Regions from separate parts of the Mus musculus genome. Here regions 2, 3, 4, 5, 6 and 7 are each linked to region 1. A link is a contact called in public Hi-C and promoter capture Hi-C data. All regions are on one chromosome and are shown on one strand. The core of a region is the stretch at or near the end of the contact, and the rest is flanking DNA. Distances in the headings are between cores, read along the strand shown.

Evidence for each region. Promoter capture Hi-C pulls out the DNA fragments that hold promoters and counts their contacts. Hi-C and Micro-C count contacts between places; a contact is called where the count stands out from the background.
Region 2: a contact with region 1 is called in a Hi-C map of CD8 T cells, with 8 times the contacts expected there. The contact joins the promoter of Rnf20 here to the promoter of Aco1 in region 1. A contact is called at or near these places in 4 of 484 Hi-C or Micro-C datasets (CD4 T cells, CD8 T cells and rod photoreceptor).
Region 3: a contact with region 1 is called in a Hi-C map of CD8 T cells, with 5 times the contacts expected there. The contact joins the promoter of Zfp189 here to the promoter of Aco1 in region 1. A contact is called at or near these places in 1 of 39 promoter capture datasets (pre-B cells) and 3 of 484 Hi-C or Micro-C datasets (CD4 T cells, CD8 T cells and uterus).
Region 4: a Hi-C map of regulatory T cells shows a contact between it and region 1, with 9 times the contacts expected there. The contact joins the promoter of Map3k7 here to the promoter of Aco1 in region 1. A contact is called at or near these places in 1 of 39 promoter capture datasets (cranial neural crest) and 2 of 484 Hi-C or Micro-C datasets (CD4 T cells and regulatory T cells).
Region 5: a contact with region 1 is called in a promoter capture Hi-C map of pre-B cells, with 4 times the contacts expected there. The contact joins the promoter of Alg2 here to the promoter of Aco1 in region 1. A contact is called at or near these places in 1 of 39 promoter capture datasets (pre-B cells) and 1 of 484 Hi-C or Micro-C datasets (uterus).
Region 6: a contact with region 1 is called in a Hi-C map of B cells, with 5 read pairs. The contact joins the promoter of Akirin2 here to the promoter of Aco1 in region 1. A contact is called at or near these places in 1 of 39 promoter capture datasets (cranial neural crest) and 2 of 484 Hi-C or Micro-C datasets (B cells and CD4 T cells).
Region 7: a contact with region 1 is called in a promoter capture Hi-C map of pre-B cells, with 2.8 times the contacts expected there. The contact joins the promoter of Smim8 here to the promoter of Aco1 in region 1. A contact is called at or near these places in 3 of 39 promoter capture datasets (cranial neural crest, pre-B cells and second pharyngeal arch cranial neural crest).

Annotation. Positions count from the first base shown.
Region 1 is chr4:40,141,508-40,145,187 of GRCm38.p6, forward strand. It overlaps Aco1 (aconitase 1), which reads left to right and starts at 1,758. Exons shown (of 21, transcript NM_007386.2): 1 at 1,758-2,034.
Region 2 is chr4:49,630,031-49,633,710 of GRCm38.p6, forward strand. Rnf20 (ring finger protein 20) reads left to right here and starts at 2,030. Exons shown (of 21, transcript NM_182999.2): 1 at 2,030-2,181; 2 at 2,335-2,482; 3 at 3,224-3,380. The coding sequence starts at 3,252. It overlaps Gm45952 (predicted gene, 45952), which reads right to left and starts at 1,922. Exons shown (of 2, transcript NR_168526.1): 1 at 1,825-1,922; 2 at 628-833.
Region 3 is chr4:49,519,139-49,522,818 of GRCm38.p6, forward strand. It overlaps Zfp189 (zinc finger protein 189), which reads left to right and starts at 2,038. Exons shown (of 3, transcript NM_145547.3): 1 at 2,038-2,457; 2 at 3,260-3,344. The coding sequence starts at 2,425. It overlaps Mrpl50 (mitochondrial ribosomal protein L50), which reads right to left and starts at 1,945. Exons shown (of 2, transcript NM_178603.4): 1 at 1,824-1,945. The coding sequence starts at 1,915.
Region 4 is chr4:31,962,335-31,966,014 of GRCm38.p6, forward strand. It overlaps Map3k7 (mitogen-activated protein kinase kinase kinase 7), which reads left to right and starts at 1,773. Exons shown (of 16, transcript NM_172688.3): 1 at 1,773-2,048. The coding sequence starts at 1,929.
Region 5 is chr4:47,472,340-47,476,019 of GRCm38.p6, forward strand. It overlaps Alg2 (asparagine-linked glycosylation 2 (alpha-1,3-mannosyltransferase)), which reads right to left and starts at 2,028. Exons shown (of 2, transcript NM_019998.3): 1 at 1,600-2,028; 2 at 1-119. The coding sequence starts at 1,947. Sec61b (Sec61 beta subunit) reads left to right here and starts at 2,322. Exons shown (of 4, transcript NM_024171.2): 1 at 2,322-2,414; 2 at 2,573-2,670. The coding sequence starts at 2,412.
Region 6 is chr4:34,548,680-34,552,359 of GRCm38.p6, forward strand. It overlaps Akirin2 (akirin 2), which reads left to right and starts at 1,936. Exons shown (of 5, transcript NM_001007589.3): 1 at 1,936-2,594. The coding sequence starts at 2,366.
Region 7 is chr4:34,776,344-34,780,023 of GRCm38.p6, forward strand. It overlaps Smim8 (small integral membrane protein 8), which reads right to left and starts at 2,023. Exons shown (of 3, transcript NM_001330757.1): 1 at 1,936-2,023.

The DNA of each region.
Region 1 (3,680 bases), core at 508-3,007:
AAGCTTGGTCTCAGCCAAAGATCAGGAGTTATAACTCTACCTGCTGCAGAGCAGAAGGAAGCAAGAGCAATACACCTCTGCCCTGAGTACCTGGAATAACCAGCCTTAGGCTTGGACAGCTTGGAACTCAAATCCACCCTGTGATGAGTTCCTGGAACTCAGGGCCTTCAACACTAAGGGAGCAACCTAGAGCAGCAAAACCCATCGCTAGCCAAGTGCTTGACATACTAGTTACTAGTCATTCTCCCTATATGATGCTCGTTCGTGTTAACTCAATGTAGAAGCCTACACTGAATTTCCAAATGATCTGGGCAGCAAAACCTTACATCCTTTCATCTAGAGCTAATCAATCATGTTTCCAAATTCACATTGACTTGAGAGGCTAAACTGCTAAGCATGGACGGAACCCCCACTCAGTCTCACAGCTCAGACTTTAGATCGGTGGACAGCATGTGCTGTAATTAATGGGTTGCTGTAGGCTAAAACCAAGTTTTATATATAGAAAGTTTGCATTCTGTGTAAGCTACAGACATGTTGAAGTGTGCTCCTGATGTATACTTCCTGTGCTTTGAGCTAGTAATAACGGAGAAACTGCCTTTTATAAGAGCTGGGTGTGGTGGGACAGAACCTGCAGTCCCGGCACTTTAAAGGTAGATGTAGGGAGTCCAAGGTCTGGGGAGTTCCACCAAACAATGAGCTCTAAGCCTGCCTGGGGCCCATGAGTATCTGACTCAAAAATCAAACCAAAAACCCCAAACAACTAAACCCTCGGGAAGAAATCTAAAACAAAACAGTAGTTGGGGTAGGAATAGGAAGTGAAGGGCAAGGTGGAGGAGGTGGGGGACACTGGAAGAGGCACTCAGAAAACGTACTTACCACCCAGCATTTAAAAGAAAGGTGGCGTTTTGTGTGCCAACTTGACACAAATTAGTCATCAGAGAGGAAGGAGTCTCAGTTGAGAAAATGCCTCCATGAGATCCAGCTGTAAGGCATTTTCTCACCATTTTCTCAATGGGAGAGGGCCCAGCCCATGGTGAGTGGTCTCACCTAGGCTGGTAGTCCTGAGTTCTATGATAAAGCAGGCTGAGCAAGGCATGGAAGCAAGGCATTAAGCATCACCCCCACGGCCTCTGCATCAGTGCTTGCTTCCAGGTTCTAGCCCTGCTTGTGTTCCTGTCCTGACTTCCTCCAGTGAATTGGAAGTGTAAGCCAAATAAACCCCTTTCTCCTCAGCTTGCTTTTTGGTCATGGCGTTTCATCGCAGCAACAGAAATCCTAAGGCTCCCTACGTTAGTCAGGCAGTTACATGTCACACTCTGCCCCTCGTGAGGGACAGTCAGCCTTCTCCACGCTCCAAAAGAGGAAAAGCCTAGAAATCGGCTCTACACTTCCTGGGACTGAGCCACTAGCAAAGCTAGATGCAGCCTCGGGGCCCAGTTTCTCCCGCCTATGGGGAGGAGCCACGAAGATCAATAGCCTTCAGCTTCGGGCCTTCGGGCCTAGGAGGTACAGAGGGGTGGAGCAGGTCCTAGGCTCCGCCCCCGTCCGTGGCCACGAGTCTCTTGTTCTAGGGGTGGGACGGTGCCCAGCCCCTAAACCTGGCCATGTAGGGGCCTGGGACTCGTCCCTCGGTATGGTCTGCCTTCAGGCTCTGGAAAGAAGAGGTGTTCCCAAGCTCTGCCCCTTGGCCGCAACCTCAAGTCAGATCTGGGCCTTGGGGCGGAATAGGCCCTAGACTCCGCCCATCTGCCAAGATCGGAAGGTTCCGAAGGGAGGGCGCACCCGGACTAGACTGCAAGCTTCAGCCATCGCTTGCAGCTTCTAGAGGGAGGAGGTGCCCAGGCTCCGCCCCTCGGGGGGCGGAGTGAGGCCCGGGCCCCGCCCCTCTCCCGCAGCAGCTGGTTCCGGCCCGCTCTCCACCGGTCCCGCCTCGCTGCCGGAGCGTCCGGAGGACCGCTCAGTGGGAGGAGCGCGGAGTCGGCCTGGGACATTGCTAGCACCCGCCTGTGTGCTCCGGGAACTGCACTGTGAGCGGTGAGTACCACGCGGCCCCGGGGCGTCCGTGCAGGCCTTTCCCACGGGTGCAGACCCGAGGACACGGGGAGAGCTGCGGGGAGGCGGTGGAGCTGGCTCCTGGGGTGACCTCTCTACTCGCTCCCCAGCCTGCGTCGCTCTGGACTGGGAGTGGCTCTACTCGGCGCCCCGGGAGTTCTCGCCTTGGTGTGAGGGCCGCACCGCCGGGGTGTCATTGTGCCAGGCCCAGCCCACGGGATAGAAAGGAACGATTGTGCCCGGCAGATTGGAGTCCCCAGCACGGGGCGAAGGCAGGCGGGGTGAGGGTAAGAGCCCCCTCAGTGGAAGGGCATAGAGTCCAAGGTGATTGATTGAGAAACCCAAGGAGAACGGGACTGTACCACTCTGGCCAGCCCAGTGCACTAGAACCGCAGATCTCCCTGCAGCACGCATGACAGCCTCCCAGCAGAAGTTGCCGAACTTTTGCATTTAGGACCGGCAGCGCGCCTAAAGAACCTTTGTTATATAGATTGTACCTATTGATTTTTGCAGTGTATAAATACAGCGTATAGACACTTAATATACTTAATTCAGATAGACCGATTCTGTAGTTTCCAAAACACTGTTATTAAGAATGGCATTCTTTAACCTTCCTGCAAATCTCTGCTTAGAAGACACTCAGCCTGTTGCAGTATGACAGGTCATGTAGCTTCTGAAGACTTTTAAGTATATTGGTGAAAATGTAACATTGTATTGCTTAAAGAGTGGTTTTGACCGTCCAAACACCTGCGCCTGTGTTTCTCTGCAGCATACTTTAGAACCACCGAAGTAGCCAGTGCTTAGGAGGCATAGTTCACTGGGTTTGCCACTTTATTTATGGTTCTTCCATTCCGCACCGTGGAGGAGTTAACCTCTGATACCCAGGAGCACTCTGGACCTCACTTTCCAACGGAATACGAGATCCCCACAGTTGGTGGTGGCTTTGGGTGATGTTCATGTGTGCCTTGGTTGTTTCTGTGCCTGCTGAGTTGATGTGTGTAAACCTGATGTAGCACACCAGACCTGTGAGTTCAGGGAGGTGGGTGTGACTAGACCATGCCAAATGTGTAGGGGTTGCTGTAAGATTACCAAGCAGTTGAGAGGTCATGTCTAAAACACCAGGTGGCATGTTTTTGCCTCCTTATCCCTGTGTTCAGTTCTGTTGGGGGTTTCTAGCCTTGGGTCTGTTGAAGTATGGTGTCCCAGTCTCCGAATTCTGCCACTTCCACATTCCTGGTGAGCTCTGTGTGTGGTCCTGCCTCTGCCACTGGAAAGCAGTTGCCCATTGTGTCTGTGTGTGATAGATGGAACCCTGCATTAGAGTCTTTCCTTTGTTTCATGCTGTCTACAGGAATTTGAGATAGAAGTTATATACATATTATCAAAAAATGTATACCTCAAAGCAAACAAGTTTCTTAATCCTCTACCCAAAGAGGCTATTGTGTTCTGATTGAGCAGCTTCAGCACTTTAAGTAATACATTAGAAATGATTGTCCTCATGCTGTTGCTCCCACAGTCGGGAGAAGGGGGCTGGGATCTGAGCCCTTGTGTTCTTGTTATACACATTGTTGATACTGGAGCCTCTCTTATTCATCCTTGAGTAGATGTTTATCTCAGCTCCAACTCTT
Region 2 (3,680 bases), core at 780-3,279, 9.5 Mb after region 1:
CACGAAAAGCATAGGATCAGGCGAGGTAGTACATGCCTTTAATCCCTGGAGACTGAGGCCAGGTGATCTCTGAGTTCAAGGTCAGCCTGGGACAAGCAAGTCCCAGATCCGGGAGTGGTGGTACACCACACCTTTAATCTGGGACACACTTTCTGCTGGAGGCCTACATCGGGACACTGAAAGAAGGAAGATTCACTCTTTGCCTGCTTGCCTTGTGGAACTGAGCAACTGCTAGATCCTTGGACTTCCATTCACAACTGCTGCTGACCATTGTTGGGGAGTTGGACTGCAGACTATAAGTCACCAACAAATTCCCTTACTAGAGACTACCCATAAGTTCTGTGACTCTAGAGAACCCTGACTAATACAACCTTCTTGTCTCATGCACAGGTAAGACTAATCAAGTACAAGAACACCCAAATTCTTTCTACTGCCAGAAATTCGGTGTGGGTTAGGTTTTCCTCCAAACATATTTACATGTATTTTTTAAAAAGGGTATAGCAGCCATTCTTACATCCCTGTGCCTTTATCTGCTGTCATTGGTTAATTTGCCACAATTTCAGAAGCCACACTGCTTTTCAAGGGCAGATTAGATCGATTGCCTTTTTATCATTAAAATGCATTTAGTAAAATTGAATGATGTAGTTTATTTCTAACGTAAAAAAAATATCAACGCTCAATAAATTTTAAACATCCTGGTACTGGCCTGGCAAGATGGTTTAGTGGGTAAAGGTGCTTGTCACCCCGAGTTCAGCCCTTGAGACCCGAGCCTTCGAAGTACGACCTAGCTCCAAAAGTTGTCCTCTGAGCTTTACATGTGGGCACTCGAACACCTATGCACACATTAAAAAAAAATCATATTAAGACGGGTACTGAGATTACAGACTAATTGACTTGTTCTTAATTAACACCCTCCTCCCCCCCCCCGACCCCCCCCCCCCCATCCCCAGTGTCTCTGGTCAGTATCTTATCCTCTCCAAACACTAAAGCAGTAGTTTCCAAACCTGTGATGAGAATCCATAGGGGGAAGATGGGATGGGATGAAGGTGGCTTTATTTTTTTTTTTATTTTTTATTTTTGGTTTTTGAGACAGGGTTTCTCTGCGTAGCTCTGGCTGTCCTGGAACTCACTCTGTAGACTATGCTGGCCTTGAACTCAGAAATCTGCCTGCCTCTGCCTCCCAAGTGCTGGGATTAAAGGCATGCGCCACCACCGCCCGGCGAAGGTGACTTTTTAACCCTACAAGAGACTAAAGTTCTCCAGCTGAGTGTCATTTGCAGGTAGTGCTAAATAGAGACCCCGCTTATTTATTTTGGCCTTCCCAGACAGGAGTTTCTCTGTGTAGTATTTATTTATTTTGAGGCAGGGTTTCTATGCATAGTATGTATGTATTTATGTGCTTATTTATTTTGGTTTTTCAAGACATGGTTTCTCTGTGTAGCTCCGGCTGTACGAGAACTCGCTTTGTAGACCAGGCTAGCCTTGAACTCAGAGGAATCAGCCCGCTTCTACCTCCTGAGTGCTGGGATTAAAGGCGAGTGCTACCATCGCCGTGCTGGAATCCCCTTTAAGGAAACTACACAGAACTAGAAATCGGTCAAATTCCTTGAGTTTTACGCAGGCTATTTCATCTCTTTAAAGAGTGCTCCACCCACACCTCAGGTAAGGGCGCTTGCCCTTTGGGAGATGGACAGGACCATCAACCAATTAGCAGCTTGGATGAGATAGGACCGCCCCCCCAACACAAAACATAAACAAAACGCTTTCCGTCAGTAATAATAATGGACCTTAAAAAAAAGAAAACAAAAAACAAAAAAACCGTACACAATGCTTCGCGTTGAAGAGACCGGTCACTTTGGGACTGGAGTCTGAAACAGTCCCCGCCCATCCCAACACAGAGGCGGCAGCGCACACGCAGAACTGACTGCGCCCCCTCCTCACGCGTCACTTCCGCCTGGCGGTCTCCCACACGTCACTTCCGCCCTCTCCTCGCCGTGCCTCGGGTAAAGTTGAAGCAACTTCCTTTTCCTTTTCCCTACTTCCTCTCCGTGCCTCCGCCTCCGTGGAGCTCAGTCCCTCTCGCAGCGGATCCCAAGTGAATCCCTTGGAGTCCCTCTCGGGCCTTCGTGAAGAAGCGCTGGGAGCCGCGCGCTCCCTGCGGCGGGAGTTGCCAGAGCCCAGGTTTGCTCTGTCGTCTGCTGCTCCCGGGCCGTGAGCGGCGAGGACTCTCGGGTCCCATCTTCCCGGCCTGTAGTTAGCCACGCCGGAGCCAGCGGCCAGCGCTCTCCAGTCAAGCTGCGCTCTCTCCTCAGCTCCCGTCTCCTCTCTTTGCAGGCGAGGTCCAACCCAGATTGCTGCTTGCCATTGACGCCTCGTCCCGGAGTTTGGATCGGAAGCCGGCTGGATGTAGACCCCTGATGGCCGCGGTGCTCGCCATCTAGCATCCATTCCACCTCCTTGTGAGTTTCGGAACCAGAGTCAGGTAGGAAATACTGAAAGAGCATCCCGTCTGAACAGATAAAGAAACGGGGATTGTTGGCAGGTTCGGTCTCTAAAGGCAGCCCGGCTCCCCAAAGGAAGCGCTGGGGTGCTCACCTACGTCTGACATCTGGAGAACTAACTGCTCAGGGAGCGTTTACAAGGCTCTGCAAAGAGAACGCTTGCATTTCTGGGTGCTTAGTGTTCATCTGACATTATGCTAAGTTGTTTCTATAACTATGCCATCCATTTGTTGCAGTAAGTCTAGCAACATGTTGTTGTCCTTCGTTTAGGAAACCGAGATTCAGAGATAACTGACTTGTATAGGATTAATGACTTAGCTAATGTTTCCCACGTCTCTTGCCCCAAGTCTCCTAATACTTTAACCTTAACCTCTGTCATAAATAAACTCTCCTTCTTTTAGTTTTTTGTTTTTGGCATCTCAGGAAGTGAGAATCCTGAAATTTATTCATAGCTTCTCTATTATTTGAGTAGAATTTTATTTGTTATTAGCATCTTGTGTAGAAATTTATAATCCTGTCAATCCCATTCCTCAACAGTTCCCCTCCCCCTTCTCTCTTGATTTAGGGTTGATGGGTTTTGTCGTAGAATTATTTGATTTAGGTTAAAGAGTTGGCCTGAAAAAAATTACTAGTTTTTATATACAGGTACTTTATATTGTGGCATGTCTGCTTATCTTGATTCAGTTCATGTTTTCTATTTTTGTTTCTGTTTTTTCATTCAGAAAAATATAACTGTCATCTTATACCAAGATGTCAGGAATTGGAAATAAAAGAGCAGCTGGAGAGCCGGGCACATCTATGCCTCCAGAGAAGAAGACAGCTGTTGAAGATTCAGGGACCACCGTGGAAACAATTAAGTTAGGAGGTGTCTCTTCAACGGTACGAGAAAACGAGGCTGCAAAAGTGTGCTTGGCTTCTGTCAGTTGTTCCTGAAAGTAGAAATTTATGGAAGCTTCTTGAATTAAGAGATAAGCATTAGCAAAGAAGAGGGAAATAGATGAATTGATGTGGTGGTCAGTTCTTGAAGTGAGGTGTATTAATTTATGTTTGATCTGTATTTGCAAGCTGTGGTGTTTATTTTATTTTATTTTATTGAGAGTCTGACTACAGTAGTCTTTGCTATAGTTAATTGGCACTTTTCCCTTACTGAAAAATAGGTGCCGTGTTCTGAGAGGCACC
Region 3 (3,680 bases), core at 788-3,287, 9.4 Mb after region 1:
AAAAAGAAAGCCAGCACTAAGGTGAATTTATAGTAATAAATGACTACATCATTAAAGATTTTAAGCAACTTAATATTGAACCACATGAAACTAAAAAAAAAAAAAAAAGAAAAAAATGTAAATCCCAAAGTTAGCAAAACAAAAGCAATCATAAAGAGCAGAGCAGACACAAATCTCATAAAAAGAAACCAACAAAACTAAGGGCTAATACAGAAAACCTCAAAACCTCATGTAATTAAAATCAGAAATATACGGCGATACAAGAGATGTTTCACAAATAAAAAGTTACAAGAAGGAGCTTTACAGGCTGCAGAACCTAAAAGAAGCAGTTAAAGATCCCAGGTACATATAACCCTAAACCAAGAAAGAATACAAAGCCTCCGCCAGTCAATAGCAATCAGAGACATTTAATAAAGAGTCAGAAGTCGAGGGCTGGAGAGCTTTGAGCTCAGAAGTTAAGAGAACTCGCTGCTCTTCCAGAGTGCAGTCCTCAGCACCCACCTCAGGCTGCTAGCTCACAATCTCTTGTAACACCAAACTCAGGGGATCTGACGCCCTCTTCTGTCCTCCGAGAGTATCAGCACACATATATTTATACATACACATATGGACATAAATAAAATAAATCCTCAATAAAATCAGTGGTTTCTCTAGAGAAATAATAAATCACCCCCCCCCAAATGATCAAGAAATCTGGTTTGTTTATAACAGCAGGAAAAAAATATTTAGGAAAAAATAACCAAGCAGGTTAAAGATCTATACTCTAAAACTCTAAACCATCCATGAAAGAAACAGAAAACACACATATAAATGAAGAGACAGTCCATGTTCAATGACTGTTCCATGTCTGCACTACTTAAATACTTAACTCAAAAAAATCGAATGGCTTTTCCCAAAGACATAAAGAGCAATCTTAAATTACGAATAGCTGCAGCAATCATGAGCAAGAAAAACATGGAAGAAATTATGCTTCAAGATTTAAAATTCTAACACAGAGCTATGATGATTGACAATAAACAAAACAAACAAACAGAACGCAAAAAGGGATGTAAAAAGGTGGGATTGGCCTGACTGCTGAAATCTCTCCTCTATGTGAATATACATCACTACATCCATTTACACCTTAAAGAACGGTTACCTGAAAAATGAACAGTTTATCACCAACTGCCCCCCTTCTCCTATGAGGACAAAGATTTGGTCTAATTAACCACTTTATCTTTAATATTTATCATATAGTAAACACTAAAATATCTGTTGAGTGAAAAAAAAAAGAAATGAACTTGGGACATCTGACACTAACCAGGGAAAGGTTAGAGTTAATACATGGGGTGAGGATTCAAACTTCTAACTTAATACGTTCGTTGTTCTCTGAGGTCCCAGCGGTTAAATTTTCAGGCCCTAAATATTATCTAAGTAATATACATAGATCCCACAGGATGCAGTGAGGAAAACTGTGGATAAGCAGTTAAGTCACGGGGCTTCTGGATCCACCATGTGCGTGCTTCTCTTCAGTGGGCCTCAGTTCCCTCCCGTGTGGAACTAAAGCGTGGGAAAGAGAGTACTGCTGGGTACACACTTAGAGACACGGAAGGCATTTAGAAACTATTTGTTGTATGCATCAGTGAAATCTGGGAAAGCGCACCGTGTTGCCGTTAGAAGCGGTCCTGCCAATCGCAGAAACGTAAGCTTTTAGCTCGGATCCCTACTCCACGCTAACTCCTGAAGGCTCAGGACCAGGGTCCCATCTTAACCCTCTGAACTCGTCCCCTCCGCTTCTGATTACTTACGTGGAACTTAGACCATTGAGAAACACTCAGATTTACCTGGATCGAGACCAAAATTCTCTACGTGTTGCCAAGGGAAGCTTCCACAGCCAGCCTCTTCTTGCTAACCGAGACACGATCAGCGCCGCCATTCTCGACAAGCAACCCAAGAGCGCCAGACGTGCCCGACTCAGCCAATCAGATGAGAGCTTACTTCAGCGGCCCCTGACGTTGCCCAGACCTATGCATTCCGGGAAATGTAGTTCGCTTGCCATTTACGGAAGAAGGCGGTGGCTCGCTCCCTGGGCATGTTGGGAGTTGTAGTTGGAGCGGTTCCGCGAAGGCTCCGGGTAACGCCTTCTGGTCCGGGGGTGGTCGGTAGTAGTGCAGCTTGACTTTGAGGCGGAGGAATTGGCAACAAGGAGGAGATATTACAGGGAGACCCTAAGGCTAGGCAGCGGGACAGAGGACTGGGTTTGGGGTTGGAGGACAGCCAGACAGAACGTCTGATATGCCCCTAGGAACTTGACCGCTCCGAGACAGAGGCAGGACCACACCAGACCCATCCGGTGAGCCCCTTCTCGCCGAGCCTTATTTCCAACAGCCATCTAGGCCTCATCAGAGCCCCAATGTCGTGTGGCTGCTATTCCTGAACGAGGCGATGGCGTCCCCAAGCCCACCGCTGGAGCCAAAGGTGAGTTGCCCTTTCAAGAGATCTCCGTTATTTCGCCACTCCCAAGACAGCAAGGCCGCGCCATCACCTCTTCCCCTGTCCCCCTCCTGGCCATTTCTACAACTCTTAAGAAAGGACCCCAGTCAACTCCTGTGTACCCCTTGCTGCGGGACATACCCCTTGCTGCAAGGTGCTTTTAGTTCACTTACAAACTCCCCAAGGCCCCTTTTTCTTTTTTCCTTTCTTTCTTTTTTTCTTTTTTTCAAGAGTAACTTGATAAATCGGCTGGGGAAAATTAAGACTGCTCCAAGTTAGATCTCATTTATGAGTTTCTCAGGTGAGGCACTTTTTTCTTTCTTTTCTTCTTTTTTTTTTTTAAATCTCGTCTGTCCTCTGCAGCTAGCACAATGTCTGAACTCAAGGTGAGTGTTTAGAAAACCTAATGGAACTGCGTCGAATTGGGTCCCAAGCTGGTGTGGGTAGAAGCTTGGGGCGAACAGTGAGGCCAGGGAACGTTGGGGTGGTCTTAAGGCTGTTAACTAAAAACAGTCGTGGTATTAGTGTGTAATAACGAAAGCAGAGAAGACCTTCAGTTTGGAAGGCGTGGATCTAGACCAGTCCAGATCCTTTTCAGTGTGAGGTGCCATGAATTGAGCACCTTTTGGAACTCTTACTTACCGTGTTCCTCCTAGTGAATGGGAGCATGGTAAAGTGACAATAACTTCTCCCACTTTCAGTGGAGAGACCACTGGAACTGACTACAGAGAGAAAACAATTCCAGCAGTGGCTGACATTTGAGGCTATGGCTATGTTTCTTACTCAGGAGGAGTGGGGTTATCTGGATCCAGCTCCGAGAAGCCTGTATAAAGATGTCATGATGGACAGCTACGGAAAGCTGGTCTCGCTGGGTAAGAATGCACGCTTTTTCTAACTAAAATATCTAATAAGGTACTAACACTTAAACCCAGAATGCGTCAAGCAGTGTAACTGACACCAGCACTATTTTGTCCCAACCTTCTGATTCGGATCTTTCTACAACTCTGGTCTCCCTCGCTTCCTTGTTAGCAAAGGCTGGCTTTGGCAGCTTCAGAATCTCATTCCCAGACGGCTCTGTTGGCTCTGTACTTTCCTTCCCGGTTCATCTTCCCACGGCTCTCCTCCCACCCTCTTTTCACTCTGCCTTCTGGAGCCTGGGCTGCTCATCACACAGTGTTCCTTACCGCTCCGGCCTACACTGAAAGCTG
Region 4 (3,680 bases), core at 523-3,022, 8.2 Mb before region 1:
CGGTAAAAATTTAGTATTCAGAATACATCAGAAATCATTGTCATAACAGTGATGCTGAAAGCCAAGACCCTGGGTAAAACTGCCTAGAAAGTGAGTGCAGCAGGAAGAAACTATTGTTTGTCACTGTGACTATGACTTACAAAATGAGAATGGTAGCTCACAGTAGCTTCCTGTCAAATACAATGATCTACTTGCAAACATGTTCAATTTACTCTTTTTTTTTTACATTATCCTAGATTGTTGTTCTATGAGAAAGCTCCCGTGTAGTGAAATTGGGATCCCTCTCTCTCCCCTCCTTTCAGCCTGTTAGGAAGCGCAGGACTTGACATTCTCAAGAGCGCATCCTTGGTCACTAATTTTAACTCCAATGGTTCCACTGGTTTCCAGTCAAATCAACTAAAACTCAGCACCTAGCTTAAATTTAAAATCGTGTTGGTCATACAACATGGGCAATACCTTCCATCTTGGGGTTCTCTGACCTAACTTGTGACACTCAAACTTGAATTGCCATGCTACTGCTGAGTATTTAGTAAGCATACAGCACTAGCATTAAAGGCAGGAAAGGAAAAGCTATGAGACCATAAATAGGGAAAGGTGCCCCTTATTCGAAGTTGAAACTCCTCATCGGGTTAAAAATAAATAAATAAATAATCTCAGTACAACCAACATTTGCTATGAAGACTGCCGACACAAAGGCAACATTCCTTCCTATAAAGGTATCTTAGGTTAAACTAGCAGTGGATCTTTGCCTAAGGTTCAAGCCTGTGCCCTTCGTCCTTTCCTAGACATTAGACTATTAACTTTGTTTCCAATTAAGTTATCTTAACTCTAGTAACCCCGGAATATGGGGCTTTACCGTAGCAATCCTAATCTTGTTGGGTAGTCTTCAGGAACCACCCTATGATCTCCCTTAAACTCAACAATCCTTCAGAGACATTAGTCCTTCAAAGACAATGTCCTCAAAGGTCGCCAAAATGCTGTACATAAACATTAAGGACAATGAAGCGTGACTCTCCTTATAGCTCTGAGGCATAGTGGCTCCTCTTAAAATCCGTCGTCTTGGTGTGTCCACGGATTCTCAAACCAAACCCTCGGGGCTGTTGTGGACGACAGCCTCGGGAAGGTGACAAAGCGAAGCCATCTGAACTGCCTTAGGAAGTGTGTAAAACGCCACTGGTGTCTCTCTACGATGCTAACTTCCATTAGTGAGCGCTCACGCGTCACGGTGCTCCCCCCGATGGCGCGCGCTAACCGCTGCTCCCGAACCCCCTCGCCAGCTCGGGGTTCCGCTTAAAAAAGTAACGGGCTCACGGCTGAAAACCCGACATGAAGAGGTGCCCAATGAGCACAAGACAAACCCTAGGCTGCCTGACCGCAGACCGCCCAGCACAGAGCAGGGGAAGGCACGACGCGGCTCAAAAGAAACAGGCAGAAAGCGACGGAGTTCATCTTTCCCGCTGGATCCCGCAGGACCAACCGGTCCGCCTTCGGGCTCGCTCCGCGCCAGTTCCGATCGCGCACATTTACTACGTCACGGCGTCCAGTCTCGCGGTATCCTCCTGCCGCCGAGGCCCTTTCGCAAAAGTCTCGCGAAACCTGTTCCTCGGGCCCACGGCTCCGCGCTCGCCCTCCTCCACTCCGCCCCTACCCCGGCTTCTCCCTCACTCGCTCCCCGGGTCAGGAAATTCCCCGCTCGGGTCCGGCAGGCGCGCCTCCTCCCTCCCAGTTCCGAGTTCAAACCGGAACTGGAAGTGTGGTGGGCGGGGCCCGGCGACGGAAAGCGCTGAGGAGCCGAAGCCGGGACTCGGCGGTGGCCCGGGTCGGTCCCGCGCCACGGAGCGCCGGGCGGCGGGGCTGCGGGGCTCCGGGCTGAAGGGCGCTGCGCGAGCCGGAGGGCGGGCGCGGCCCCCCGGGCGCCGCGGGGGATCATGTCGACAGCCTCCGCCGCCTCGTCCTCCTCCTCGTCTTCTGCCAGTGAGATGATCGAAGCGCCGTCGCAGGTCCTGAACTTCGAAGAGATCGACTACAAGGAGATCGAGGTGGAAGAGGTGAGCGAGGCCGAGACCTGCTGCCCCGCGCCGCCTGGGATCCCGGGCGGGAGGCGGCTTCCCCATGGGCTTCGGGGGTTGAGTCTGAATCTGTGATTCTCTACCTGATTCTTATGTGGTCGGCAGTTCAATTATCCGTAAATAGATTGAGCAAAGTTTGGTGGCCGCGGGATTTCAGCTCGCTGGTAGTGGTGTTAGAGTCCAGGATAGTGTGTGTGTGTGTGTCTGTCTGTCTGTCTGTATGTCTGTCTTGTCTGTCTGTGTGACTTCTAGCGCAGTGTGTGACACGAAAGGATGCTTGGGACAGGCTGGTAAAGAGAACGTCGAACGTCTCACGGTGCTTCCCCTGGTCCCGGATTCTTCTTTCTCTGATACCGTAGGTAGTTCTACCTTCTATTGGGCTCTGTAGATGAATTTCAATCTCTAGTAACGTTAAGTCTGTTATGAAAACATGTTTCAAGTAGCATAGTCTGAAGAGGCAAGTAGTGATTATGGTGACAGTCAGAATATTACGCTACACCAGAAATCGCTGTTAGAAAAACCGAATAAATTCAATGTTCAGGTGGAAGAGTGTCTTCACTTCATCGCCTATTTTCAGATTCACAGTGGGGCCAGTGACTTCTAAGAGTCTTAATATTTACTGAAGAGGAAAAAATCTGTACATATATTCAAAATGCCGTTTAGAACTCGTTGAAGCTTTGGTTAGAAACGCGTTCACGCAGTTTCTATGAGTTTAACCGTTTTTTAAGAGCACTGTGCATTTTCTGTGCCTTAATGTGTGGGTTTTTTATAGCTAGACTGAGTTGTCTTTTCTTCATTTTTAAAGTATTATAGTAAGGAGTTAAAAGATGCAAGCAAATTAACAATCAATAAATACATCTTTACCTTAGAGGACTACTAAGTCATATCTTTGTATCACAAAAACTAACCAGAGATGAGTGTGTTCATTGAGAGCATGATTATCTTAGAAAAAGTGTGCTGGATAGGGGAAGGTTTGAGACAGAGGAAGACGCTTCAGAGATAGACAGAGCACTGTGGGACTTGGTTTCCTACTGCTTTCTGTGTGTTCGTTTCCTTAACTGTAAGATGGGAGTGATTGCTACTTTATCAGTGTGACAAATCCAGTTAAGCAGTGTGTGCAGAAAATCCAATATAGTGCCTGACATATTGTTAGGAAGCAAAGTTCCAGACAGGAAGGGTGACCTGCTTTAAGGTCATATGCTAAAAGAAGGCCTGTTTTTGAAGAGGAAAACATTTTATATGTCCCCCCCACCCCCATTGAAGCTAAGATAAATTCCTTTTTTCAGAAGCGGGTAGTTGGTCCAGCTTTCATGGATAACATTCTTTTTTAAGACTAAAACTTCAGTGAGTCAGTATACAAGAATCGCAGCTTTTAAATAAGCATTTACGTGTACTCTCATGAATTGCTGTCCTTGTAGACTACAAATTGTTATATAATAATAACTTGTACTTCATGGTCTACCACATATTTCCACGAGCTTACTTTGTTTGATTTTTGCAGCCTTAGTTTTTTGCACACAACTTTTTAAAGCTTTCACATTCTTGCCTCATTGGGGCCTGCAAGTTGCTAAGGGAGACAATAATCAATTTGAAGCCCTCAATCCAAAGCTG
Region 5 (3,680 bases), core at 778-3,277, 7.3 Mb after region 1:
CTGTAGAACTTCTTCAGAGCTGAATTTCTCTGAGTAAGCAGCAGATCTGGGAAGTGACAGTAAAATAGGACCCTCTTACGCCGTCTGGCCAGTTTGAACACCGGGATACAGGCAGACACCTAACCAAGGTAAAACAGTAGATAAGTGACTGGTCGCCTTAACCTCCTTGGCCATAAGCCTTTTCCTGGTTGACTAGCTGCCTGGTATTACTGAATCCATAGGACCTGGGTAAATGTCTGCATTAACCATGAACATACGGCTTCCTCAGGGTGGTTCAGTGCAACTCAGGATCATAATTAAAGATTCCCTGGAGCAACTGTGGCTATTTCCACATGTCAGCTTAGATAAGAGCACTGGGTAGCCAAGTATAGACCTTGGAAGAATAAGGTGACATCATTGTAAGTAAAGGCTGGAAACTGTTACTGACATTTACAATGACCATGACTATCAGGAGATTCCTCAGAGGACTGTAAGAAGTGAAATAAATGCAGTATTAGGATGTCATATCTAGTGTCACACCTAGGATCACACACACACACACACACACACACACACACAGCAATGTTAGTGTCTTTTAGGGAAGACTGAAATATTTACAGGACAGGGGACTTTCCAGTCACTGAAGAGACTGATGTGGATCTTGAATATCAATAAGCAAGATGTTTCAAATTTTTGCAGAACAAAAGCAAAAAGTCCAACAGCAGGTAAACTGGATCCCAGCTGTGTACATATAAGATGTAGCAGGAAACAGACACATATACTACCAGGGCCACACATCACTTCTGGAAGGATGCAGAAGACACTGTTGACAATGGCTCGCCCTCTCAAGGATGGGGACAGGGAATTTTTACATTATACTTCCTATTTGAACTTTTACTCCTGAGTAAATGTTACTTCTTAATTAAAAAAAAAAAAACACTGAGGACTGAGGGTTGGCTCCAGGAATGTTGGGTATGGCAGTGCACACCTGTCCAAAAGTCTAGCTCAATCTTTCAGTTCCAGGTTCAGTGAGAGAGCCTGACTCCAATGTTCAGGTGAATATTAGCTGACCTCTGGTTTTGATATGCAAGCTCAGACACTTGTATAGACAAAATAACTGGATTTTTCTCCAAAGACCAATGGGGACCCTAATGGGGAAACGATATGTTTAGCTTGACTTTAATCCGTGGCACTGCTAAGTACTGGAATGGCAGTATTAGAAAGACTGGAAGGGTGGGATGGATGGGACCTGAAAGCAGAGACAAAGGAATAACGGAGAAGAAAGAAGAGTAAATTGAGTCACATACAAGGTGTGGCCGGAAGTCGTCTTTTAATGCCAGCAACCACCTGGATCCAATCATTTTAGTCCCAAGGCTAAACATTTAAAATGCAGACACATAAGCCCTACCTCAAGGATCTTCAACGAAAGGAAGGGGGCGGGGGAGAGATGTCCCTGAGATCTGCCATTTTAAAGGGTCTATCCATACTAAAATTGGTGGCCGTTCTCTCCCTGGGGACTCCTGCTGGACAGTTCCTAAAAACCTAGAACAGCGGTCCCTCCCCCCCTCTCGGCGCCGCCCCCCCCCCCCCCCCCCAGCCAAGAATTGGTGGCGGCCTCACCTGGTCGCACACCACCACGTCGAACTCCTCGCCGGAGAGAAACAGCACGTAGAGCGCCAGAAAGACCATGCGCACGTAGGAGCAGATGGCGGCGCCGCGGCCGCCCCAGCCCAGGCTGCGAGGCAGCCAGTCCCCTGCGCATTGCACCGAGAGCTCGCGGGTCTCGATGAAGCAGTGGTTCGGGTCGTAGTGCGCGGTCCATATCTTCACATCACAGCCGTACTCCTGCAGCGCCAGCGCCGCGTCCAGCACTAGGCGCTCGGCTCCGCCTATACCCATGTCTGGGTGCAGAAACAGCACAGATGGGCTGTAAACCCGGGAACGGGCTCGGTACAGGTTTTCGGCCATGGTAGATGAGCCGCGCTTGCGCTCTCCGCGCGAGCTTCTGCAAGCTCCTGCAAGCTCCGCCCCTGGCCCCCTCTGGCTACTGAAAGCCGAGCCAGCGCAACTACGCCTGCGTTAGTTTAGGCCACATCAGCGATAAGCTTGTGGGCGCTAAGAAAATGCCTGACTCAATTTCTCATGTGGACCTGTCCAAAGCTTGCAATTTGGTGATGTTTGACCATATTAAGCACGCTAAATAAATTACATAAAAGAAGCGAAAGGGCTGTACTTTCACACGGCCCAGTTGTTGTCGGCGTAATCTTTACAGGCATATCTCAGGACAGCCCAGTCATCCAAGAGTCTGCGAAGGCCCTGCCAGCCGGCCGGGGGGCGGTGCCAGAGCCTGTATCTACGAGAGTTCTGAGTGCTCGGCAACTTCACGACTTCCCTCTTCCTGCCTCCTGTGCCCACCGTTCTTAGGCATCAGCATGGTGCGCGGTCCCCGCTTCCATGGGGTGCACTAGCCCCTATCTTGGTCTTCCTTTCTGGGACCTCATTGCTCTTCCCAGCTTCTCGGGTGGGTGTGGGGTCGGGGGTGTGAAGAGGATTTGACCCGCGATGTTCACTGTTTGTCTGCTTCCCTCTGCAGCCGGGTCCAACGCCCAGTGGCACCAACGTGGGCTCCTCTGGCCGCTCTCCCAGCAAAGCGGTGGCCGCACGGGCTGCGGGATCCACTGTTCGGCAGAGGTAAGTGGCTGGGGGCTTGCGGGGGACGCCCGGTTATGGCTGGAGGAGGCTAGGTACCCAGGGTTGCATTGCATTGCTGGAAGGAGGAGTTCCAGGATGGAAAGATTAATAGGGGCCGAGTGAGCCCGAGCTGACGTGGCCATCTAGTTAGTTAAAGGCCCTTTAGGAGGGAGGCATGGTTTTCCTCTCCTTGATCAGCTGCACGCACCACTTTAGTTAAAGGTAAATTAGACTAGGATCAGGAATAACTTTAGGAAAAGCGTTGGCATAAAGCTGGTGTGTCTGAGGCTTTACCTTTCAGTCTTCCATATGGAGGTCCCATACACACTCAGTTTAACAAAATGTGTCTTACACAGTCTGTCACCCTGGTTCCCCATCCCAGCTGTGTGTGTGTCTTTCTTTTTAAGTCTATTTTGTGTATGTGTGTGTATTGCACGCACCTGTGTGTGTGTGTGTGTGTGTGTATGTATGTGTGTGTGTGCGCGCGCGCATCTCTTTCTTGCCTGGTGTCCTTGGAGGTCACCTGAAACTGCAGTTATGAATGATTGTGAGCTACCATATGAGTACTGGGGACCGATTTGGGGTTCTCTGCAGGAGCAACAGGTATTCTTAACCTCTCAGCCACTTTTCCAGCTTCAGGGTCTCCTTATTTTTAAATGTCACTGCTTATTTATAGAAATCTAGAAACTCCAGTTATTTATCTTTTTTAATTTGGTGTGTCTTCTCTGTACAGTCATATGCCATATTTCATAGGAAGACCTCACTACTTTTTTTCCTCCATTTCTGTCCCCCCAGTTTAGCCCTCAACTTCTTCTGCTTTGAATTTACACCACTATTCACCCTCCAGTTGCTCTTCCACTTAGGTTCTCTGTAAGTTTCTGGTGGTGCCTGTTAAAAAAGGCTTTCAGAGGGATTCCACGCCTCTCCTTTCTCCCTCCTGTGAGCCAGCAATTCTGAGCTTACTACCATTTCTTTCCTTTTCTTTTCTTTTTTTTTTTTTTTTAGTTAGT
Region 6 (3,680 bases), core at 686-3,185, 5.6 Mb before region 1:
TGATAACCCTCTGAAACTATAAGCAAGCCTCCAGTTAAATGCTTTATCTTATATGTATCCTTGATCATAGTGTCTCTTCATAGCCATACAACAGTTAGGAAAAACCAACTAACAAATTTCAAAAATAACAAACAACAAAAGACAAAAGCATAAATGAGCAAACTATGCTAGCTATATCGACATTCCCAGACAATTAGAGTGGCTAACGCTGGTAGTCCTTACTACTGCTCTTTTTCTGACCTCTATACAATTGCTTTTATTTATCCTACTGAATTTCTTGTTTATTTTTAACATTAGCCCACAATGCAATTTGCGTTATGGCCTGCTCATACCTGATTTGTTTCTGTTCATTCCTCCAGGCCGTGTACCCTTTCTCCCCTGGCAGTTACCTTCTGCTTTCATGTCACAAATACTCTATTACCCCTTCCTCCTCTTCCACACAATCTCAATGTCCTGTCTTGTGGCTCCCTTTTACCTTCCGTGCCACCTGTGGTCAAATCTTAGTGGACAAAAGGAGAGGCTGCTGTTTAGTTGCTAGGGTGCTTGATTGACCCCTGGCAATATATAAACGATGTATGATGGCACACGCCAATCATCTTAACCTTAGTTCTCAGGAGGTAGAGGTGGGAGGGTCAAAAGTTCAAGGTCATCTTTGGCTACCCAGTGAATTTGATATCAGATCTTATCTCCAAAGGAAAAAAAAAAGTCAAGAACTTTTCTTATTCTGCTCTTACATAAAGTATGAACGTCCAGTCAGTTTCAGCACAATAACAGATTTCCTGGAGTTTTTATAATTTAATAAACACATCCTTAGTACAAGTCTTAGTTAAGTGACTGTTTCATAGAATGCTGGTCTTTCTCAAAAGATACTTTCTAAGAACTATATTCTAAATTAAAATAAGTGTGACAGAGTTGCTTATACAGTGTGATCAAGAAAGCTGATCTTTGTGGTGGTGAACAATTCTAAACAAATGGATATATAGAGAGGTATTGTCCAAAACAACTATAAAGCAGCCACATATGTTGATTTCTGAGTAAGCAGAAAAGAGTGAGCATTAGGCGTATTAATACTTATAATCTTGGTGGAGAGCTAGCATCCACAGGCAGAAGATATAAAGTATCTACATAAATTACTTCATCAGTGCTGTAGTCGATCCCTATTTTAGATAGTTGATGAAAAAACAAATTTTAGAAATATTTCTTCCCACTTTGCTAATAAAGATGGGTCCTGCTCCCTAGGCATTTATTTGCTTGCCTTTCCCTAGACCCCACCCAGCCTTCCAAACTCAACAAATTTCTGGTGTTGATCGCTCTCTGCTCATAGTAAACAATTGACTTTGTGCTCCTTTTCAGCTATGCAGAATTTAATAAGCAAACAAGTACCTATCTGGGAAGCGCAAAGCACAGACTTCAAAGATCCTGTAATCTGATATTATTACTGTCGTTCTGTCTCGAGGACCCAAATTGGTGTTTTCATTATTTCCTATCTCCTCCATGTGACAGATTTGGTTTTTTGGCGCTCCTGACAGCTAAATTAATCTCTCTCCAAATATTAGACTGGCTCTTTGTTATATCCCGTTTAAGTCACTATGCCAAATCTTCACAGGGTCTCTAAAGTGCTTAGCTTGCTTTTCCAATGGGTTCGCTTCCTCTTCCCCACTGTCTCACAGGCTCTCCTTTCTCTTCCTTAGGTCTTTTTTTTTTTTTTTTTTTTTTAAACTCTCTTACTTATGAGGGGGTATTTAAATTCCAACCCGGAACTTGGGATCGTGCGCCTTGGATGACGGGAGTCGTAGTTTCTGTGACTTCTGGGTAACCGCCTTTCAGGCCGATCCCTGCCCTTCACGAAACCCCACAAATCCCAGAATGCACTCTGGCGGGCCCGCCCCCGGTGCGCAGGCGCCCTGGGGCCGCAGGATTTGAATCGGCGGCGTTGTTATTGACGCCATATTGGGGCCGGCGGCGGGTGGCAGAGTTGTTCCGTGGAGAAGAGAGGGTCGAGTGCATTGCTTAGCTCTGTACGGCCGGGCTACCTCGCAGCTCCCGCGCGTGGCCGCCACTCACGAGCTTCCGTCTGCACCGGCGTGTCGGAGATCGCGTCTGGGTCGCGCCACTGGCCGGGTCCACTTCCGAAGGGAGCGGGTCTCCGCGCAGGAGCCCCGGCGCGCTCAGCCCGAGCGCACGGCGGGGGCGGCCCGGCCTCTCGGGAGCGGCCCCGAGCCGGCGGCGCGACCCTCGCGCCTCGCCCGCCTGCCCTGTCGCGGCTCCGCCGTCCCGGGCCCCACACCCACCGGGCACCTCGGAGGGCCCGTTTGCCCCCGTCCTTCCCGGCCCCGCCCGAGCCGAGCCTCGGCCGCCCGCCACCATGGCGTGCGGAGCCACTCTGAAAAGGACTCTGGATTTCGACCCGCTGCTGAGCCCCGCATCTCCGAAGCGGAGGCGGTGCGCGCCTTTGTCGGCGCCGGCTTCGGCTGCCGCCTCCCCTGCCGCCGCCACCGCCGCCGCCGCCGCCTCGGCCGCGGCCGCCTCGCCGCAGAAGTATCTCCGGATGGAGCCTTCCCCCTTCGGCGACGTCTCTTCCCGGCTCACCACAGGTGGGCCTCGGCCCCGGGGCTGCCGGGGTGGGCTGCGGCCGGGAGCTTGGGTGCGGACACAAAGGGAAGGAAGGGCCTGAACCGAGGTGGGGGTGGTGTCGGCAGGTTGGGTGGGTACGAGTCGGGTTGGCCGGCATTGTGGGGGTCCCTCATTGTGAGGCAGATCATTTGGGGCTAGATCCCTAGAATCGTTTCCTTATGTAGAGCCCCAGCGGAAATGATCAGAGAGGGTGATATTATTCATAAGTCAGGCGAGAGAAGGGTCACATTTCACCCGAATCTCCGGGTCTCTTGGGCTGAATCGATTGGTTGCAGCTATTAACTCAGTGACTGAGTGGTTTGAGGCGAGAAGGCAGCCCCTCCTCCATTTTAGACTTGGCTGGTTTTAGTATAGAAGGGGTGGGGTTTGGAGGGGGATGGATGTCACTGGGGCGAGTTGTAGGCCTGTCATTAATCACCCACAAGAACGCCACTTTGGCTGAGTCAAGACCTGTTTCCCTAGCAGGGTCAACAACAAAGCAAATGTTCTTCCCGAGTACTGTAATGTGATCTCACTATGCGTCCAGTCCTTAAGAGATCCTGAACTTTTAATGAAAAGGAAGGTGTACTTCAAATTGAGACTGACTAGTTTATTTGTAAATGCTTTAGTTATCCCAATGAAGTATGTTGGGAGAAAACAACCTAGCCTCGAGAGTAACGAATAAATCAAGATTCCAGTGGACTTCAGACTTGAAGTCTTGAAACATTTTCTCAAAGTGTCTGCCGGATGGACCTTTGATTGCTTTTGTATACTAAATGTGTACCTAGGGATTTTTTTTCCCCCTCTGCATTTGGAAATCTTTGTGTGCCTTCGGCACAATCTTAGGGTAAACTTTAATGGACTTGAAGTGTAAGTCTGTTTCTTTTGTGTGTGGCATGCAAGAGTGTGTGAGCCTGTGTGTGTAAGCCCTTAGTGATATCATCCTTAAAGCCTTTGCTTAGCTTAAATTTTTTTTTTCTCAGTAATTCATTTTAAAAAGATGGGAACTATAGAGTTCTGTATTTGGTAACATCTATATGAAATTGACTGTACCATGTGTGTTTTTT
Region 7 (3,680 bases), core at 773-3,272, 5.4 Mb before region 1:
CTCCTCTACTGTACCAAAATTAATATTTAGAGGGATGATCCACAATATATTTGAGAAGCAACACTTGAAAACTTACTAGTTAGGCTAAAGAGACAGCCTAGCAGTTAAAAATACTTGTTTCCCTTGTAGAAGACTAGGGACAGTTCCCAGAGCCCACATGGTGGCTACAACTGCCTGCAATTCTAGTTCCAGGGGTCCAATGCTCTCTCCTGGCCTCCATGGGTACCAGACACGCACATGGTGCATATATATACACACACAGACAAATACTTATTCACACAAAATAAGCACCAGACCCCACTCCTCCCTGAGGAACTATTAGCAGTTAACTAGTGAGAACGTGCCATCTCCCTCAGTGGTATACCCATTGATAAACTGTTCTTGCTCTGGTAGATAACTTTATGCACACAGGGAGGTTAGGGGGGAGGGAGGAAAGAGGGGCCTGTTGGGAAGAAGAGGTTGGACTGGTGGACTCGTGGGCAATGAGGGAGAAAACACTGAAGCTCATTATATAAACACTTGATAACTGTCAGACGATATATTGTTACTAATTAGCAGTGCTGAGGGCCTGCATCAATCCCCAGCATCATATAAAACCCAGGCTGTGGTATGTCCATAAAACTCCCAGTGCTGGGGTGGGGGAGGCAGGCTCATCTCTGGGGCTCTCTGACCAGTCAGCCCTTTGGGATCAGTAAGTCCCAGGTCCCAGTGAGAAACTCTGTCTCAGAAAACAAGGTACGTGGCCCTTGAGGAACATCATCAGGCTGACCTCTGGCTTCTACACACATACTGCACATGTGTGCATGTGAACGAATGAACTATCCGTGTCTGTACACACCAAATTCACTAGAACAAGATTGGCATAGCTACCTATATTATATTGTATGGGGAAGTATGAAGATATAAACAATGAGAACTGGTTTAGGAAAAGCACTCTATTTTCAAATATATAGAGAACTGCCTCAAATGGACCAAACATTCAACGATAGTATAGATACTCTTGTTATTATGTTTCACATACTATACTCTTTTAGTGCTTAAGAAAGTAAAAGTCCGGAGTAGGACACCTTCAATAGTTTAGATTAATATGAGAAACTTTGAGAAAGAATCAGGGCTTTATAGCTTGAGGGAACTAAGTAAGCTTAATCTCAACTCTGGTGCTTCTAAAGGAATTTTTTTTTTTTTTTTTGAGTAAGTGACAACTCTGATTCCACCTTAATAAAAGGAATGATATTATACACTGCAATATTACAGATGTGTATTTAACATTGTTAACATTCTTAAAAGGAAAGATGTTAACAAAATAGCGGTCATCCTACAGATAGTGTGCAACCTTCCTACCTTCGATGCCTTTTCACTACTAGGGTAGGATAATCCAATTCTTCCCATTGTAGTGGACTCCTATTCCATCAGCATCTTTTTCCAAAACTGATTTTTGAGGAAAGTGTTTTGCATTTATAAAGTACTACCAGACGCAGGACCCTAAGATAAGCCCAGCACTAGAGAGGCAGAGGCAGGCGGATCTCTCTGAGCTCCAGGCCAGCTTTGTCTACAGAACGAGTTCCAAGACAGCCAGCCCCCTGTCTCACAGTGGGGAAATGAGATCGCTTAGATTTTAAAAAATAAACTCTATCGTTTTTACTGTAAAATATAACTTTAAAGTGAAAAAAGAAAAACACCACACACAAAACCCACTTTCCACCTCGTAATTTACCCCACTCATGGATTGGGGAAAGAGTGTCACTGTGGCAAGGACCTGAAGGCTGTAAAGCTTTTCAGACCGCGGTCAGATACCCAGGCTCCTACGGAGCTCAGTATAAATCTTCATAAACAAGTGTGAAAACTTGTGTGGTCGGCGGGCAGGCTTCCCGGCAACCTACCCTAGCATCTTCTGCAAACCACAACCCTCCCCTTCGAGGGCTGGCGGAGCCTGACCTTGGGCAATTGGGAAGCCGGGGAAGCTTCAGCTCGGACGCCGCCAGGCTCAGAGACTTCCGGCGTCCCGTGCGAACGCCCGCTGCTGGACTTTCCTTCCGGTTCGCCCGGTGCGCGCCCAACCAGTGCGCGTTCCCGCCGGGGCTCTAAGAGCCGCACCACAGCGCCATCTATGCTCCGGAGGCCGTAGAGCAGGGGTCCGGGCCGAGCCCTGGCATTGGAACTGCAGGAGCCCTTGGCTTTGGAACCCAGATGAGCAGTCTGGTTTGATTTCTTGGGGCCTTTGACTTTCAGCCTCTCACATTCAAATAAGCTTTCGTTTCGTGGGTTTCATGTATATTTATATAAAGAGATATCCAGAATTGGAAATGGGACCTAATGGCACTTAATGGAAATGGAAAGATTCAGGCTAGAATCCAGCTGCCTCCAAGAGAAGGAAGTGCAGTATCGCCAAAAAGGAGTCTGGGGCTTTATAGGGTGCTTTTAGTTGAGCAGTGGTGTGGCAGAAGAGCTTTAAGAGAAAAGGGACTGGAATTAGAAGTTTTACATGTGGTGGTGAAGGGTTCGAGTCTTTAGAACCGGGACTGTGGTCAGTCTAGCCGTTCTGAGACAGGGATCATCTACCATCACTTGTGTAAAAAAAAAAAAAAAAAAACACATTCAAATTGATCAGAGATTACTAATCAGAGTTTCCCAAATTAGATCTCCAGGGGTTAAAGAGACTTCTCACGGGATCTCTGATAGCACTGACGATTTTGTTTTTCACATAGATATTAATAGTTCGCTTATATTTAATTTCAAAAATCATACATTATCAGTATTTTCTCAAACACGGGTTTTTTTTTTTTAAGTAATATAAGTCCTAGCCTTATTTTACGAGGACATCAAGCCAAAGTATATGATATAATTAATGGATTATCAGTTGACAAATGTGAACATTGTTTGTGGTAATTTTCAAAACCAATCCTACTCTCTCTTTTCTATGGCCTCCCATCCTGACTCCTGAGTTGTCCTGTGAAGGCTAAAGGTATATTTTAAGTTTAAATTATTGTGTGCTTTAGGCATAAAACAGAAATGTCTCTAAACTGTAAGCCCCTCTTGGCAAGAACAGATAGCTTCTTGGAATGCTGGGAGCTGTTGCTCCTGTAAGACAACAAGCCACTTGTTTTCACTTCTGTAAACAAGGCTGGTTGTCTCAGCTGCACAGGATGTGCACACATAGGTGGGAGGTGTAGGCAGGAAATATGTCAGGATGTATACTTGCCCCTGATTACATAAAAGTGGGATGTATATAGCCTTGTCAGTTTTGATTGTATACGCTTCTGACTAATGTAATTTGTTACTCTGGGATTCCTGGATATGGCCTTGGGCAGTGTCCCTTGTCCTGGCCAGTATTTAATAAAGCCTGCTTAGCTCAAAAATTGTGATAGTAGTCTTATTCTTGCCTTGTGGGATTAACAGTCCTTGTGATTTATTTCGGGTAGTATCATATATATATATATATATATGTTGTTTATATATGTCTATGCGTGAGTTTTCTATCTGATGCCTTTGGAGGCAGAAGAGGGCATGGAATTCCTGAACTAGAGTTAAAGACAATTGTGAACCTGCCCAGGGCCAGCCCTGGAAGATCTTCTTTCATGTTCTGGCTCTCCTTGAGCATTAGCAGTGATAAGATTTGGTCTTAGAAGGCACTTAGGGTTACTATATAATAATAATACGTTTTCCTATCTCAATTATAAGTC